Regions from separate parts of the Sus scrofa genome. Here region 1 is linked to region 2. A link is a contact called in public promoter capture Hi-C data. All regions are on one chromosome and are shown on one strand. Each heading gives the region's core, a stretch centred on a gene start, on an enhancer-like site or on the middle of the called end of the contact. The rest is flanking DNA. Distances are from core to core; before and after follow the strand shown.

Region 1 (3,877 bases), core at 119-2,618, 480 kb before region 2:
TGGAGCCTAGTGCTATGATTGGCTTATGGTAGGTATTTAATAAATGCTTATAAATGAATGAAGGTGCAAGTTGGGACAGATTGCTGCAGAAGTAGCCCCAAACTCCCACTAGTATAATGAACAAAAACTAGAAGAAATATCAAGAGACAGGAGTTAAAGGCTTAGCACTGGCAATAACTATTCTTGAAATTCTCTGGCCTTAGTTTCCTCATTGCACCATCTACATCACCAAATTTTTTATGTCTCTTTCTCTTATTTTAGGGTTAAATTTTTTAATTGCTTAAGCCATTTTTTCTGGTTCCTCTACCCCCACATTTGAATTACAAAAAAAAAAAAATCTTTAAATGATATTTAAATTTTTAAAAAACTTTTAATTATGAAAAAATTCACCCTTACAGAAGGAAAGAGAATATTATAAATACACATGTACCCATCATTGGCTTAATCAATTACCCACTCATCGCTGATTTGTTTTATTTCTATCCTTATCCACTTCTCCCTCCCATTATTTTGAAGCAAACCCTGGACATGGTATGATTTTCTCTGTAAATAATAGAGTATGTATGAGAAATAATTTCTAACTGCTGGCACCTATTCTGTTTCTGAATGGCTTAAAAGTTTTCATTGAACAGCATGTTGCTCTTCCCAGAAACCAGATAACTAGCATGATTTTATTTCATGACTTAGGCAAACTGCTTAAGTTCTTTGAGGAGTGGGGCGGTGAGGAAAGGTGGGTTATAAAGCACTTAGCTCAGTGCCTTGCAATCAATCAGTAGAGGTTGAATGAAAAACAAAATGTGTGTTGGGTTTCTTATTTATTTACTTATTTATTTATTTTGTTTTTTTGCCATTTCTTGGGTCGCTCCCACGGCATAGGGAGGTTCCCAGGCTAGGAGTCGAATCGGAGCTGTAGCTGCCAGCCTACTCCAGGGCCACAGCAACGCAGGATCCGAGCCGCGTCTGCGGCCTACACCATAGCTTGCCACAACGCGGGATCGTTAACCCACTGAGCAAGGGCAGGGACCGAACCCGCAACCTCATAGTTCCTAGTCGGATTCCTTAACCACTGCACCACGACGGGAACTCCTGTTGGATTTTTTAAAACAAGTTAAATGCTTCTAGGGCCTTGTCTTATCTCCTTGGCTCTGTTCCCTTCCTAATTCATTAAGGGAAATTTTCAAATTTTATTAAATCATCCAGAGAACGAGGAGTTGAGGGCAGAGTAAGATTCCCTTCCCAGGAACAAAAGCATTTAAAAAAAAAATTTTTTTTTTCAGATGATTTCAACCTATGAAGAGGACTCACTATCAGGACTCACTATCAGGAGGCGGGGCCTCCGGGGGTGGGACTGCGCAGAGGCTCCTCCCCCTGTTCTCCCCACCCCCGTCCTCCAGCTCTTCTTCCCGGCATCCCTAGCGCCCGCCTTGGCGCTCCTCAAGATGGCGGCCGACAGTGAGGTGAGGTGTTTGTTTCATACCTATCCCTGTCTCTATTTAAGTTCGATTCTCCGCGTCAGCGCTCAGGCGCTCAATTCCTTTCTTTCTTCCCCTTCCCGCAGCCCGAGTCCGAGGTGTTTGAGATCACGGACTTCACCACTGCCTCAGAATGGGAAAGGTAAGGTCGTGTGTTTGGTTACCAACACTTTGGGCCCCGGCGTCTCCCCTGTCACTCCCCTAACAGAGCCCACTGGTGACGCCACTTATGCGGGAAAAGTAAAACCTTGGCTGCCCGCGTCTCCGCTTCCTCCCTTCTCGGGTCAGCCGCAGGCTTCTTCCGCATCTCCTGGCTGACAAGCCCCGGCCCGTCCCCCTTCAGCCAAACCCGGAGCCTCCGGCTCTCCGAAGTTTTGTTTTCTCTGCCCAAGGACCACTCTCCTTAGACCTTTGGTTTTCTAGTTGTTGTCCATCTGCAGAAACAGTTGTCGAGGCTATAACTTCCGTTTAACTCAAGTTCTAGTAAGCAATAAACTTCACAGCTGCCTTTTTTTTTTTTTTTTTTTTTTTTTTTTCCTTCCCGGGTACATCCTTTTCAGGAGGAGGCCTTTCTTCAGAGTCGTGGTGGGCTCTGCCACACACTCACCTTCTCCATCCTGTCTTTTAGAATAACTTTTTGAAATAGTCTGTGTCTGGTTTTGGAACGCTTTGATTCAGATTGTTCCATGTCATTGGGTGCTTTGCCCAGGCGTCCTGTGCCTTCAAACTCCAGTGAACAGCTGAGTCAAACTGTTGGCTCACTGAAATTAGTTGAAGGCCTAGTTTGTGGATGACTGATAGCTTAGATCAAGAGGTTAACAGTTTTGATGTCGCAGAGGTCCTTCAGGTTTTCTGGGTGATGAGGTTGCAACGTTTTATAATCCTAAAATCTTGCCGGTCGGGAGAAGTTTGTGGAATCCATGTCATCAAACGACATATGAAAATATAAAACATCTCTGCTGGGAAACTAGTTTGACCCGTGGTATCCCTCTTAAAAGACAGTAAGACATAACCACATTGGCAAGGCTTTATTGAGCAGGTATTGTGTGTTCAGAACTATACTAACAGAAAAGAACAAAAACAAAACGAAAGCCTTGATCCATGTGTTTTAAAAAAAACAAAACAGCAAATAGTTAAATTTTAAGCCAGCTAGTACTAACTATAAAAATAGTAGTTTAAGGATGATGTTGTTGTGGATTATAATTGTTGGAAGTATTTACATAAGAAAAGATAGGAAATGTGCTGGGCCCAGAAAATAGGAGTAGTTAAATATGAGAAGGGCCTAGTGTGAGTAGAGACAGGTGAAAACCTTTGGGATTTAATGAAACATCTTTACTGGAGTGAGGGCTATCTTTTGAAGGAAAGTAAACAAAATTATTAAGGAAGAAAGGACCCAGGTTATAGACAGCCTCCAAAGCTAAGTAAAGGAATCTAGGTTTGGTGCTTTAATACCAGTGATTCTCAAACTTTAATGTGCATCAGAATCACAGTTTATGGCTCTGTATGTCTAAGGTAATTTCAAAAATTTGCATTTCTAACAAGCTCCCAGGTGATGCTGATGCTGCTGGTCTGGAGACCACACTATACAACCATTAAGGAGCAATTGTGAGAGACCCTTGATTTTAGAGTGGTACAGTGACATGAGTTGTTTTAGGAGGTGAGGTAAAATTAAGGTCAGTGAGTTACTTTGATAAAGTAGGTGATTTGGAGACTGGAGAGGAAGGATAGAAGATTGTAAGACATTTTAAAGAAGTAGATAGTGCTTGATGAAATGTAAGAGTAGAAAAAAATCATAGATTGAAACTGCAGTTTCTTGCATGAAAGAATGAAGAAAGTGGCAAAGTAAGAAGAATAGTTTTAGACCTGTTGAATTTGAGATAATAGCTTAATGTCTTGAATGTAGTTAGAAAATTTAACTTGAATCTTGGAGGATGGGATGAGGAAACAGTATTTAGTTGAAAAATGATCACTTTCCTCTAGCTAAATACTTAAAATATTCTGAAGTAGAATATTAAATCCTATAGTTTCTTATTTGAAAGTATTTTTTTTAAACTTAAAAAAATTTAATATGCCTCAGTTTATCTTTTTTTTTAAACTGCATATAGTTGACTTACATGAAAGTAATTGTTAACACAGTTATAAAAACCACCACAAAGGAGTTCCCATGATGGCGCAGTGGAAACGAATCCAACTAGGAACAGTGAAGTTTTGGGGTTTGATCTCTGGCCTCTCTCCATGGGTTAAGGATCTGGAGTTGCCATGAGCTGTGGTGTAGGTTGCAGGCGTGGCTCAGATCTGGCATTGCTGTGGCTCTGGCATAGGCTGGCAGCTATAGCTTGGATTAGACGCCTAGCCTGGGAACCCTCCACATGCCCTGGGTGCAGCCCTAAAAAAAAAACCAAAAA
Region 2 (3,568 bases), core at 681-3,180:
CTCAATAAATATTTACAGGATGATTTATAAAAGAAAGTTTCAGTGAAACTGTGGGGAAATTTGAATGTATTTGAGGAAGTCAGTCAAAATGATGGGGAAAAGAGTTTAAGAATGAAAGCCATCAGAGGTGGGGAGGAAAGGCCTCTTTTTTTGATCTTTTTATATGCCACACGAATGGCATATAAAAGTTTCCAGCTTAGGGATGGATTTGGAGCTGCAGCTGCCCTGCGTATACCACAGCCGCATTAATACAACACCCCATCCTTAATCCACTGAACGAGGCCATGGATTGAACAAGCAACCTCACGGATACTAGTCGGATTCTTATCCTGCTGAGCCACAACAGTAACTTGCTGAAAGGCTTTTCCTGTTAATACCTTCTGCATCTCATTATTTCAAAGAGTCTCCAAAGGCTCCCAAAGGAGAGTCCAACAGCAAGAATATACTTAACTTTACATCCCAAAGGCGCATTAACTAGGCAGGGTCTGATGTGCTAAGCTTATGGGCTCCAAAGACTTTACAATGATGTTTATATTCATCAGTGTTATTATAGGTGGTACCCTGTGGGCACTTGTTTAATGAATGCTTTACATTAAAAAAAAAAAAAAAAAAAAGGAGAAGAAGAAGAAACTAATGGGCCCATTCTTCAGGTTTTTTGGTTTTTGGTTTTTGTCTTTTTAAGGCTGTACCGCGGGGCATGTGGCGGTTCCCAGTCTAGGGGTCGAATGGGAGCTGAGGCTGCCAGGCTTATGCCACAGCCACAGCAAGGCGGGATCCAAGCCTCATCTGCAACTTACACCACAGCTCAGGGCAACTCCAGATCCTTAACCCACTGAGCGATGCCAGGGCTGGAACGCGCGTCACGGGCACTACTCGGGTTCCTTAACCACTGAGCCAGGACAGGAATTCCCAAAAGGCCCATTATTGACTATCAATCCCTTCTGTAGCTTTTCTCCTTTGAACCAGCCTTTAAAAGTTTGTTCGTTAAAGTAGGAGGAGTTAGCTCAGAATTTCTGGGCAGTTTTTAGCCAAACTGAAGATGTGAAAAAGGCCACAGAAACACCCATCACAAGTAAATGGGTGTAATATAATACTGAGCAGGTCAGAAGACAGGAAATTGAAGTCTCTGGAATTGAAGACTGGCATTCAGCCCTTGGGAAGTAGCCCCATCCCATTTCACCCACTCTTTCTAAAATGCAATTAAATTCCATTTAATTTCCTCTCTTTCACGCAAGAAACTTCCGACTTGCCCGCCATGCCACTCCCAGACCGCCACACCTGGTGTATTCGCTGTAGAATCTCCAACTCCCGCCACAGGTTTGGCATGTGTCCGCCCCAAAGCGGAAGTGACTTCAAAGGGACAAACTGAAAGTAAGAGAGTTCAAACACCAGCATTTAAAACCCCTACGGCGTTCTGAAAAGACTCTTCCCCGACTACCTTCTTTTCCATCCCTTCCCTCTTCTATTAGGACGGCAAAAAGGCTTCGCCACAGCTTAGCAACTAGTTCCCCGCCCCAAACTCCAAATCATTCAAAAGTTTGTCCTTTCTCATTGGCCAAAGAGGCTTCATGGGTACCTCCCGGGAACTACAATTCCCGTCAGGCCCCGCTGCAAGCAAACCGATGAAAGAATATAGGCAGGAGCAAAGCACACTGGGAGCTGTAGTTGGCTGCTGGCCGAAAAGGGCAATCACCCCGCCTTTCCTCACAGAGGCTGAATAAACCAGGTGTTCGACTTAGAACCCGTTACCGCTGAGGGGAGGAGCCAAGCCCTTAAACGGCATTTCTCACTTCCACCACATGGAGGATGAAAATTTTCCTTTACTCTTATAAAGCACTATAAATACTCCTTGAAGAAATATGGTTGTCTCTCCAATACCTCCAGGTCAGTAAAAACTCCCAGAACTCCCCCACCTCAGGCTCCAACTCGTGGGAAAAGGTGGCTCTTTTACAAGTGGGCAAAATGGCTGTCCTTTTAGTTTTACCATTGGTTGTCCTTTGTGTCCTTCAAGGGCGGATTCTTACCGCCGATTGGCTCTTTTTCCCTTGAGGGTGGAGAAAGACTTGGCTAGGCTCTCCCGCGGCCGATAGGAGAGAAAGGGGTGGAGAGAAGGCATTTTTTTCAGGCGTGATTGGATGATCCTCCTATCACTCCGAGAATATACAACCTATGATTTGTCGACTGCCCCTCAAAGAGAACGAGGAGGCGGGGCTAGTGCGTGGTGGGAAGGGGCGGGATTCCGCCAGCCGCGGCTGCTGCTGGAGCCGGTGTCCGGGCTGGTGATGGGGTTAATTCCCTTTCGTAAGACTCTTACTTGCACCCACCCAGCCCCGCCGTCGCCCCGCCGCGCCGCGCTCCAGCCGCCTCCTCCTCCTTCTCAGTAACGCGGGTAAGAGATGCCTTCCCCTCCCCCCTCCAGCTCCCCGGGAATAACGCGCCTTGTTCCCCTCCCCCGCCCGCCAACCGGTAGCGCTAACGGAGAAAGGCAGGCAGGGGAGAGATGTGTGTGAGAAGGTGGCCTTCCCCGCGGAGCGGTCGGCGCTCCAGCCAGGGCCCCGCTGAGGTGCTGTTGCTGCCAGCCCGCGGGGAGGTCTGGTTCCGAGGGCGTCCTGGCTAGTCTGGTCGGCCGCTGCGGCTGCAACTGCATCCACTACCTTGCGCCCACCGCCCCCACCCGGGGGCCATGTGAAAAGCAAACCCCTCGAGGCCTAGCGGAGGAGGCAGGGGAAAGGTTCCCGAGTCCCTGCCTTGGCTGCTGCTGCTGCCCTTGCAGCCCCAGGGACTCGGGAACCAGCCACAGAAGGCCTGCCAGGAGCGGTGCCGTGAGTGGCTCTGCTTTCCCGGGTGGTTGGCGCCGCTACCCCGGGCTCATCGGCCCACCACACGGCCGCGGCCCCTGGCCTTACAACCCCGAGAATTTTTAAAAAGGAAATAAAGCGTTACGACCGGTTGGTGAAAGGTGAGGTGGTACATTTTGCCTGTGGTACCAGAAAAAGCACAGTGGGGCTATTAAAAAGAAAGTTGAATGACTGTCAACGCCACGGATCTCGGAGATCAGATTTACACACGTTAGGGTTGAGCCTTAGGTTCTCCCTCCAATTCCCTGTGTGGTTGAAGTTTTTTGCCGTTGTTCTCTTTTTTGTGTTATTGTTGTTGCTAGGTGCGAAGGAGAGTGCCTCTGTTCTTTGAGCTTGCTTTTATGCAGAAACTTGAAGGCTGTCATGTCCCATCTATAATTGGGCTAGCGAGTCAGTTAAGTAAAAGGCAAAGAGGAGCTTTCTAAAATAGTAAGGCTTAGTAAATAGCAGATGATTTTTCTAATAAGATTTTTCAGAAAAAAAAGTTTTTTTATGTATGGTTATGGTCTGCCTAATTGTAATTCTGAAGAAACACTTGGCTTTTAGCCTAATGTCATCTATTACAAGAAGTTTTGAATAATGAAAAAAAGTCAAACTGGCAGCCCACCTACTTGTAATATTTGAAACAGTAAGACCTGTGTAATATTTAACAGAGTAGGATAACAATGCGACTAAAGTAATTGGACACACCCCAGTTTAACAAAATTTGG

What was found. Promoter capture Hi-C pulls out the DNA fragments that hold promoters and counts their contacts.
Region 1: a promoter capture Hi-C map of liver shows a contact between it and region 2, with 7 times the contacts expected there. The contact joins the promoter of RAB3GAP1 here to the promoter of ZRANB3 in region 2. A contact is called at or near these places in 1 of 5 promoter capture datasets (liver), 2 of 47 Hi-C or Micro-C datasets (heart right ventricle and psoas muscle) and 2 of 2 datasets of contacts at active chromatin or transcription factors (alveolar macrophages and skeletal muscle).

What each region holds. Positions count from the first base shown.
Region 1 is chr15:16,890,639-16,894,515 of Sscrofa11.1, reverse strand. RAB3GAP1 (rab3 GTPase-activating protein catalytic subunit) reads left to right here and starts at 1,368. Exons shown (of 27, transcript XM_013983945.2): 1 at 1,368-1,457; 2 at 1,559-1,614. The coding sequence starts at 1,440.
Region 2 is chr15:16,412,653-16,416,220 of Sscrofa11.1, reverse strand. ZRANB3 (DNA annealing helicase and endonuclease ZRANB3) reads right to left here and starts at 1,930. Exons shown (of 21, transcript XM_021075255.1): 1 at 1,879-1,930. It overlaps R3HDM1 (R3H domain-containing protein 1), which reads left to right and starts at 1,863. Exons shown (of 24, transcript XM_021075222.1): 1 at 1,863-1,884.